3 separate regions of the Mus musculus genome follow, and all the other regions are linked to region 2. Evidence: chromatin contacts called from public HiChIP or PLAC-seq data. All regions are on one chromosome and are shown on one strand. The core of a region is the stretch at or near the end of the contact, and the rest is flanking DNA. Distances in the headings are between cores, read along the strand shown. Region 1 has its middle 8.6 kb from the start of Gm39440. Region 2 holds the start of Axin2 (axin 2). Region 3 overlaps Cep112 (centrosomal protein 112).

Region 1 (3,321 bases), core at 495-2,994, 290 kb after region 2:
GCAAGTTTCTAGTTATATTTGGTAGATAATTTGCTTTGCCCTTAGAACCACCCTGCCCAGATGCCCTCTGCAGGCTGACACACTCACTGTGTCCCAACTGCTGTGTGAACTGACAGCAAAAGTCTCAGAGTGGCCCCAACTGCTGTCTGCAAAACTGTCATTGGCCTAAGGAACCAGTTAGGTTGGATGTATCTGGAATGTCAGTTCCCCACTACCACTAACACAGCCACAGCCACCAGACAGTGGCTATAGAATGCATAAGACAGCTTTCTTGCCCCAGTGGGACCATCATTCATATTGCAAATCTCCAGTGCAGAAGTGGGAAAAGCCTAGCTTCAACAGAGGCCTCTCTTCGTCGTCTGCTTCCTTCGAGTTTATTCAAGCTTCTTGCCCAGAGTTTCTTTCAAGCCATTTGCAGGAGATTCCATGTTTTGAGTGATTCCATCCTCAGAATAATTCCTGGGGAAGAGCATGAAGTTAAGACAATGGCCCTCATGTCAAGCCCAGCAGCACTGGAGCGGGGTATAGGGGCGAGCGGTGAGATGCTATCGGAAGGTTGTCTATCTCATAACTTCCTGCTTAAAATACCCTCAAACAGATACGCAGCAGATGCCCTTATCCAGCCAAATAGGAGCCTGTGAGCCACTGAATGGCCAACAGCAAGCCAACACTGGGTGGAGAACACGATGCCCCATGACCCTGCACAAAGAGAGGCCAAACAAGCCACCTAAACAGGACCTAAGAAAGCCAAGGCGCTTTGCAGGGCTGACAGGCTAAAGGCAAACAGAGATATCATCAGGACAAAGTTCAGAGCAGGGCCAAGGTGAAAAGTGAACTGTCTGACCCGGGTTCATAAGCATCAGCTGGACAAGGACATGCATTGATACTAGAGCCACCTGATGCTCTCCCAGTACAAACAATAATAACCAAAACACCTGGTACCGCCTTTGCGTGGATAAGCCAGTGTCTTTAATCTCTTCCTTCCTTCCTTTCTTTCTTTTCCCCTTGATGACTGAAGTACCCACTCTGTGGGGCCTTCTGCTAGAGCCACACTGGTAATAGTGACAAGACTTTGATGTCCCCCTCATTCAACAGAATGTTGTTTAGTTCAAAGTGAGGAACAGAGGCAATTCTTTGCTTTTAAATTATTAGCTCCCTAAGTCTTCTGTAATGATATAGTTTGACTGAAGTGCGCAGTTTATTAACTACATAAAGACGACATTATCAGAGCGGAGAAAGGCCGCTGCGAGTTTTGCCTTTCAGCCTAGCAGCAGGGGTTTCTGACACTTTGATCTGCATCAATGCTAAATGTCTTTGTGAGATAGAGGGAGCGGGCTGAAATTATCTTTGGCAGGGTGGTAGCATCAATTATTCAAGCCCTTTTCCTTATGAATTAAAGTGTTCTTCAACTTCTACCCCACTTGTGGGCCCGGGTGGGGTTTTTTCCCCCTTTTATTGTTGTTTTTCTAGTCAGGAAAGGCACTCGGAATAAATCTCCAGGCAATCGCTACTCATACTCCGGCTGACCTTTGAAAATCCACATCTCCTCCTTCCTAATTGCTCTCTCCACCCTCAGTTCCCGGCCTTGGTCTTCTCTGAGGTGACCCAAAGGACTGTTGAGAGAAAAGGGCACCATTGTCTCCACTGGGCTTCCTGCCAAAACGGTCAGCAGAGACCAATGAAGGAGCCTCTTGACAAGAAGTGTCCGTTTGAAACTCAGTGAAGCAGAGGCACCCACACGCCACTCGAAGCCCTTCTGGATGCCCTCGGCAACACGCTGGCTCCCGGTGAACAGCTCCATTCTCAGATTGCCAGTGTGATCCTGAACATGGTGCCTTCCGGGATGTGATCTTGAGGCTATTATGGACTAACATCCAAGAGTGAGCCATCAAAATAAACCAGGAAGGTATATTAGGGAAGGGAAGACTGGAGGGGAGGGGAGGGGGAGAGGGGAGGGGAGGGGAGGGGAGGGGAGTCAGAGTGCATTGGTGTTCAGTTATTCCCTCAATAGCTGCAGGGAAACGGTCCTAGAAACCCCTCCCCCCAAGATACCAAAATCTATTAGTGTTCAAGTCCCATATACACTTGCTATGATTCCAGTTTGCTCTTTTTGTTTTTGTTTTGTTTTGTTTTTATTTTGTGAGGACTTGTTCTGAGCCTTGTCCCCTAAATAATGTAGTGTGCAGTCTGCACAGAGCCTACACACATCTTTCAAACCCTTAAGTAAGCCGAACCCATCTCTATGGTCAGCTTATAAAAGCTAAAACTGCAAAAGCCACAATGAGCACATAGACAGATGCTGGAAGTGCTGCCCAGTGGTTGGCCCTGACTCCAGCCATTTTAGACATAACAGTTCATGTTGACCTTTAATGCGATGGGTCCTGTGTGAAGCTTACAGTTGTGGAATTTCTTAAGATTAACAAACCTCTTAACATAGAGAACCCAACAGGGTATGTGGTCAGCATGACCCTGCTCTGAGTCAAGTTATTTTTTCTACATCAATGACTAGCAGGCATATTACAGCAACAATATGAAATAGCTGTCAGGCATGGAACAAAATGGCTGTAGCTATGCTCAGGGGTGAGCCTTAACAACACAATATACCTTGGTCATATTTGTCGTGCTCAATTTGTGTTGCCTGACTCCTCCTGAGCATGCGTCCTGCTCTGGTGGGTGGTTGATATACTCACTCTCCCTCCATTGAAAAATACTCATTTTTTTCCTTCCACGGCAGAGATCACTTGGGAATAGCTTCTTGGCTAGGGGTAGGATTTCATTACCCACAGCCACACCCAACCTGTACTGGGATTTCATCTGGCTTGAGCTTGTTCGAGACTTGCGAATGTTGTCCCAGTTTCTGTGAGTTCATCTGCCCTGTTACATCTGGAAAACTGTTTTCATCCACACCTCTGTCTGGCCCATACATCTCAGTTACATCTAATTCCTAACCTAACATAAATGCTACATAAGAGCGTGTCCACCGTGCTGCCCAGGGAATAATGGCAAAGAGGGAAATTCTGTGCCTGTCCAACAGGTTCGGTTGTTTTCTGAATGCTTTCCAGTTTGGGACTAGTTGGATCTACATATGCAGAATCAGCAGAGAGCGCTGACTGCCCTGGGCTGAGCATGGTTTCTGGACACTTCGGTTTTGGATCACTAATCTTATCCCATTCCTGTCCTTGCACTTGTGGGAAACAGCCCTGGAAGGTACTAAAGCTTAGCGAGGGGCTGAAGAGAGGAGGCAGGAAGTGAGAAAGCTAGCAAGGTGGGTACTGTAGACTCCTCCATGACGGGGGGGGGGGGTCACTAGAGATGAGTCTC
Region 2 (3,139 bases), core at 395-2,894:
GCTGGAAGGCAGAGAGAATGGAGAGCCACCCAGTATCCTCACACCTGGTAGTTGTCTCAAGATACAGATGCATTATGGGAACACGCTTCCTCTGGTCTTCCCCGGAAGGACCACATTTCACAGCCGGGACTGCTGGCTTTAGAGAGGTCAGCTCTGGTTGCAAGGAAACCCAGGTACATTGACCATGGAGGAAGAGCAGGAGGATGAGACCCACCGGGCCTCCTTTCTAGGCTGTGGAATTTGAGGCCTAAGGTGTGTGAGCTCTCTGGCCCTTTGCTGCAGCCCGGGTTCTTTCTCCAGTAGAACATGGGGGACACTTTTCCCTCTTTGGACAGCCATGTTTCTTACCTGTTTCAAAGTCTCCAAAGCGGAATGTTCGCCCTCCCTTCAGAAGGCCAGGCCCTTGCTTCTCTCGGCTTTCCTCTCTTTGGATTACTTTGCCCTGGGCTCCGCTGTTGATATTTTGTTGCTGCTGTTGTGTTACTGCTTTGTCTCTGAGAGATTGAGCCTTAGGTAGCCCAGGCTGGCTTCCATTTTACTAAGTTGGTCTTGGAATTCTCATTCTATTGATTGGCTCTACCTTGGGGTGGCAGCCATGTGTCACCAACTCTGGCTTATGTGGTGCAGGGGTTGGGGCGGAACTGAGCGTTTGTGAAGTAAGAACTCTATCAGGCTACCTACTCACTTCCATTCCCCCCCCCCCCCCCCCCCCGCAAGTTTATCAGCTCATCCACGGGGAAATGCTCTACAACAACAGATGAATGAATAAGTGTTCTGAACTTATGGCATATTTTTTTAAGGCCCGTGCCTTATAAATATTTTGGGGAGAATGTGGAAAGGAATTCGAAGGTGACAGTGGGGTGAATTTTTAATACTTTAACACCGCGTATGTGTGGGAGGCATTCCACGGCTGTTTAATAAGTAACATATGGGATGGTGGCAGCCCTTTGGGAGAGTGTGGTGGGCACGGATTTGTTGGGGAAAGAGGTCCATGAGTGTGCAAGGAAGGTGCTGACTGATGTGTAAGGTTGCAATATTGGGGAACTGAGGTGCGCACCTTGATTCCACTGTGGAGACAAATTCACAACCGCCCATCTTCATCCAAACACAACTGTCCACAAACTATTTCTATATTAGTGCAAATAGATACTGGAGCACAAGTGCACACACACACACACACACACACACACACACACACACACACATACACACACATCATGCCTTCTGAGTCAGAGTACGCCCTAAGAATTGGCCAGCGGATCTAGCTCCTACCAGAAGGCTCTCCAAATTCCCAGGGAAATTTGAAAAAAGGTAGGAACGTGTTTGATTTGATGGAGGGGGGCGGGGGGGGGGCGGGTGCTTTATTGCAGTTCTTGCAATGGCCAGAGAGAAACTGGCATTCTAGAGCTGGAGAGCGCTAGGTAGGCAGGGGGAGGAGACATGAGCAGAGGCTGGAGAACTTGAAACATGAAATCAATCAGAACTCCGGCCGAGAACACCCCGGGGCCGCCAGCAGCCGGCGGGGGGCAGACGAGGGCCAAGGAAGGGTTAACGCGGGAGCTGAGTGTGCCACGGGGGCCGGGCCGGGGCGGGGCAGAGCGGGCGCGCGCTGTCCCTTTAAGGCGGGCGGCGCGCGGGCCGGCCGAGCGCCTCTGTGATTGGCGCGGCGGGATCACTGGCTCCCCGAGCCCGGCCCGGGGGAGTCGGCTGGAGCCGGCTGCGCTTTGATAAGGTCCTGGCAACTCAGTAACAGCCCAAGAACCGGGAAATAAAAATAAGCAGCCGTTCGCGATGGATTTCGGGGCCACCCGGAGGCCGAGGCGTCCGCCTCCCCAAAGGAGAGCTTTGCTGTAAAAGGTGGGGTCGGAGGCTCGGTCCCGTCGCAGCCGTTTCTAAGAAAGCTCCGTGCGGCCGGGGGCGGTTGGCAGCGGGGCGCGGGGCCGCGGGAGGGGGCGACCGGGAGCAGGCCGGGGTAGTAGAGGGGTGCGGATTGCACGGCCCCCCAAAAGGGGCGCTGGAGCGCGCTGGGCTGGCCCGGGTGCGGCTCGCATACCTCCCTTCCAGGACCGTGCGCTCGGCTCGCGCCTTTGAAGTGCACAGTTAAATCCACAGCGCAGTTTTTGTTGGAAGCGCCCGGAGGACATTTGGTGCGCCTAGTGACTGCTGGAAACAGGACCTGGGTTGAAAGCCGGCCGGGCGGGGGCCGGGGGCGGCCGCGGTGGGGGCGGAGGCCCACTCGGATCTTTTGCATAAAAGGGGCAGCGGGGCGCACGATCCCCCCCCCCAAAAAAAACCCGGCGCAGACCTCGGGATCGTTGTTTTCCGTGCACCCCCTCCTCCGCCTCCGCGAGACTCCTCATGTTCCCCACGCCCGGGCGGGCCCGGGGGGGCCCCGGGGCAGCCTCTGCGAGTCCAGCGGGGGACCCGGGCAGGGGCTCTGCCCGCGGCGCCTGCGAGGTCTCCGCAAGGAGTGCGCCAGCGGATCAATGGTGAGTGCCGAGGCCGCGGCGGTCCGGCGGCCGGCGCGCTTTGATGTGCGGGGCGGCGCTTTGAAGTTGGCAGGCCGGCTATTTCGGGGCGCGCTCCGGGCCCGCGCGGAGGGGAAGCGGCGGGCTCGGCGCCCAGCGCTCCGGGGGGTTTGGCCGGGCGGCCCTGCGCGCGGTGAGCTGGAGTCCCCTCCCCTGCGCGGGGTCCGGGGTGGCGGGGGGCCGGTCAGGGAGACTTCTCCAAGTGGCGTTGGGGACGGAGGCGGAGACGGGCAGCTCGCCCTCGGGGGTCGAGTCGCCGTGGGTGTGGATGAGTTGGGGTGTGCGTGTTCATGCGAGTGCTTTTGGAAGGTGGGATGAAAGGGTGGCGGCGCCCCCCGCTTGCCCTCCCCGCCCTTCCACCGCCCCCTCCCACTTCTTTCCCCACTAGTCTCCCCCTCCCATCCGCGGGTCCGCGCTTAGGTGCCGGGAGCGCTGGTGAAGGCTCAGTCTGAGGGTAGAACCGGCCAGAGCCCAGGGCGCTCCCGTCCCCCCGTTCCTCCTTGCCGCCCCTTTTGCGGAGAGGCCGAGACTCCGCGCGTCGCCATTTCTGGACTAGGCGGTTGCTTTCCGTGCCTTTTTCTGCGGGAACCTCTGCGAGGCTTGACACCAGG
Region 3 (3,036 bases), core at 111-2,610, 300 kb before region 2:
AGAACCCAAGGAGCTAAAGGGATCTGCAACCCTATAGGCGGAACAACATTATGAACTAACCAGTACCCCGGAGCTCTTGACTCTAGCTGCATATGTATCAAAAGATGGCCTAGTCGGCCATCACTGGAAAGAGAGGCCCATTGGACACGTAAACTTTATATGCCCCAGTACAGGGGAACGCCAGGGCCAAAAAGGGGGAGTGGGTGGGTAGGGGAGTGGGGGTGGGCGGGTATGGGGGACTTTTGGTATAGCATTGGAAATGTAAATGAGCTAAATACCTAATAAAAAATGGAAAAAAAAAGAATATGATTTTGTATGTATCAAAAGATGGCCTAGTTGGCCATCACTGGAAAGAGAGGCCCATTGGACACGCAAACCTTATATGCCCCAGTACAGGGGAACGCCAGGGCCAAAAAATGGGAATGAGTGGGTAGGGGATTGGGGGGGAGGGTATGGGGGACTTTTGGAATAGTATTCTAAATGTAATTGAGGAAAATACGTAAAAATAAAAAATATTAAAAAAAGAAATGTAAATAAAGAAAATATCTTTAAAAAATATGATTTTGTTGTATATAAGAATGTATCCATTTTCCATTACAAATGGCCTAGTTTTTTTCTATACATTATTTTGCTTGAGTATGGGAATTGAGCATATATATGTTCAACCCTGTTCCACATGTTCTAGGAGGAGATACTATGATCTCAGTCTTCACAGATGGGAAAGCAAACCCAAACAGTTTTTCTTATCTGTAAAGATAGAATTGGAGCCCAAACCCATCTGACTGCATCCTCCTCCCCATGAACTCTTTCTCACCTGAACCACATCGTGGATATAAATTACACAGATAGCGATTGGTGGGAGATGTTTCTGCTGCTACTACACACTAGAGATTTGTGGTTAACCTTCATCAATATTGTGAGGTCAGTTTCACAGATCAAATCAAATTGACATGAGAGAAGTCTTTGGATGAGTGGACGCCCTGAGCCCTTCCTCTCTTGGATGTGAGCAATGTGCTCACCAGCATTTACTCTCAGCACCACAAGCCTTTCTTTTAAAGTAAACTGATGTCAAATTGTAGTTGAGGCTGCAGTGTTTTCTCCTCTGCACCTCTGTCTCCTCAGAACCCTATGGTGGCCTGTGGTTGTTTAGATTGAGCTCTGGAATGCTTTTAAACATTAATTAGCTTTGACATGACTTGTGCACAAATTAATTATTCAGGCACATATTGTTCTGAGTGCATGAAAAGAAGGAAGCTGTGGTGGAACACATCCTAACTACCACATGTGAACTGTAATGTTACAAGCAATCTGACTATTAAAGAACAAAAGCTGGCAGCAATAGCTGCTCTGCCTTGAGCCAGTCCCACAAAATTAGCATAAATATGTGAGGTAATCAGAAGAGTTTGGGACTTCCTAGCAAAGTGTCCTTATTCTTATCTAGTTCTAAAAGAATGTGAAATAAACTATTCATTTAACCAAGTATAAAAATATGTCTGCTATGCAGTTATCATCATGTGTCATTAATCTGAAAATACTGCAGAAGCTCTGACAAATTAAAAACACAAGGATGTGTCTGCAAGGGTTTCTGCAGCCATTACAAAGCCGCTTCACCTCTTAGGCGAGCTCTTTTATGGCAACTTCTTGCTCAGTGTACTGACATCTTCAAAGGCTTTGACATCTGTCGGCCTTTGAACTACCATTAAAAAATATTATCCCATTTCCATTCTTTTATGCCCATTTTTTTAATTATAGCCCTTCTTTCAAGTTGGGAACATGGTTGGTTTAAATGATGCTGTCCTTTCGTTTTCAGCCACCCAGCTGCGGTTTGAATAAATTGATGTAGAATCAAAGGCGGGACTTTAAAGGAAAAAGGTTTGATGGACTTGGACTCCGAACCAGATGAGGTTTTATGATGAAAAGGGTTTAATCCCAGCACAGGCATCGCTTCTATCAGCTGAACACTACAAAGCAATTCATATATATAGGTTCCCGCGAAATGATCTATTTTTTTTAACAGCACAGATCTCTTCAGGACTTGCAAATGTGGCATTAGCTAATATTCAGAGAGCTGATTCCCTTTCATCCACCAGAAGCTTATGATTATGGTACAGTTCTCGAATTGGAAATGAGAGCTGCAACACAGATTTAAAGCTGTGCTGTCTGATTTGTATTCAATATACATGTCACTGCGGGACAGGCTAGTCTGGGCCAAGCCGGTTCAATACAAGGAAAAACAGTTTCATCATCTGAGATTCTTGGTCGGAAATATCACCAGCTAATTAAAACAGCAGGCCCATGACTATTAGCGAGGTGTTTGGCTGATTGGAATCTCTTACGATTTGACAAGAAGGGTTGGAGACCAAGCTTCTCTGCTGTTTCATAGCCTCCTTGCAGTGTTATTGTGTGCAAGCATATTTCAGGCTAATGAAGTCAAATCGATGAACCCAAACTATTTTTACACTTGATCTTAGCCAAAAGGCCGAGAAGCGATACCCAAACTATTTTTAAAGGGAAAACAAATTTAAAACACTTAACTTTGCATTAAATAGTTTTCCTTATCTGATTATTGATCTGGAAAAGAAGCCATTTGTGACAACAGATTCTAACTTTGTCTATATACTACTGAATAATAAACAGTACCTTGAGCTATACAGCTAAGTAAGTGAGTACTTTAGGAAAATTATAAATGTATAATGTATATTTGAGTCCACTTTAAAGTCAAAACTGATTCTTTTAATGTTCTGGGATAAATAATAATGTATTAACAAATTTTCTCAAGATAATGTGTACCTGTGTTGTATTAGTAATTTGTAATCTATTTCTCAGAATAATATGTTTTTTTCATTTTCTTAGAAGATTTGGTGTTGTTTGATGATACATAACTAATAATTCTGTAGTACTTTTCATGTTCTTAAATAGAACTTCAATTTTAACTATAAATTAAACTATGAACCACAGTTAGAACAAATTCTTAATGAGTATAATGTTAAACTAGCAAAGCATAAACCCTTTGGAAAAACTTGTATTGGTGGAAGT

Evidence for each region. HiChIP or PLAC-seq counts read pairs in DNA pulled down with a chosen protein or histone mark.
Region 1: an H3K4me3 HiChIP or PLAC-seq map of neural progenitor cells shows a contact between it and region 2, with 28 read pairs. The contact joins the enhancer-like site here to the promoter of Axin2 in region 2. A contact is called at or near these places in 1 of 39 promoter capture datasets (neural stem cells), 1 of 15 datasets of contacts at CTCF or cohesin (CD8 T cells), 10 of 484 Hi-C or Micro-C datasets (the HL-1 cell line, the N1E-115 cell line, cerebral cortex and 6 more), 28 of 115 datasets of contacts at active chromatin or transcription factors (T-cell acute lymphoblastic leukemia, bone marrow-derived macrophages, craniofacial prominence and 17 more) and 3 of 9 other capture datasets (embryonic stem cells, liver and pancreatic islet).
Region 3: an H3K4me3 HiChIP or PLAC-seq map of embryonic limb bud shows a contact between it and region 2, with 5 times the contacts expected there. The contact joins the enhancer-like site here to the promoter of Axin2 in region 2. A contact is called at or near these places in 5 of 39 promoter capture datasets (cranial neural crest, hippocampal neurons, liver and 2 more), 4 of 484 Hi-C or Micro-C datasets (the HL-1 cell line, Sertoli cells, embryonic stem cells and 1 more), 15 of 115 datasets of contacts at active chromatin or transcription factors (SST interneurons, craniofacial prominence, differentiating embryonic stem cells and 10 more) and 2 of 9 other capture datasets (liver and pancreatic islet).

The regions. Positions count from the first base shown.
Region 1 is chr11:109,209,282-109,212,602 of GRCm38.p6, forward strand. No RefSeq gene overlaps it. Among named protein-coding and RNA genes, the nearest start is that of Gm39440, 8.6 kb to the right of the region's middle. Within about 2 kb of position 1,745, at least 17 of the 459 cell types and tissues checked have an H3K27ac peak or open chromatin away from gene starts, as enhancers often do. A contact at or near this core is called in neural progenitor cells, neural stem cells, oligodendrocyte precursor cells and 1 more, where this site is marked.
Region 2 is chr11:108,918,705-108,921,843 of GRCm38.p6, forward strand. It overlaps Axin2 (axin 2), which reads left to right and starts at 1,645. Exons shown (of 11, transcript NM_015732.4): 1 at 1,645-1,857.
Region 3 is chr11:108,619,496-108,622,531 of GRCm38.p6, forward strand. All of the region lies in intron 20 of Cep112 (centrosomal protein 112), which reads left to right. Among named protein-coding and RNA genes, the nearest start is that of Gm51924, 51 kb to the left of the region's middle. Within about 2 kb of position 1,361, at least 23 of the 459 cell types and tissues checked have an H3K27ac peak or open chromatin away from gene starts, as enhancers often do. A contact at or near this core is called in SST interneurons, Sertoli cells, embryonic limb bud and 1 more, where this site is marked.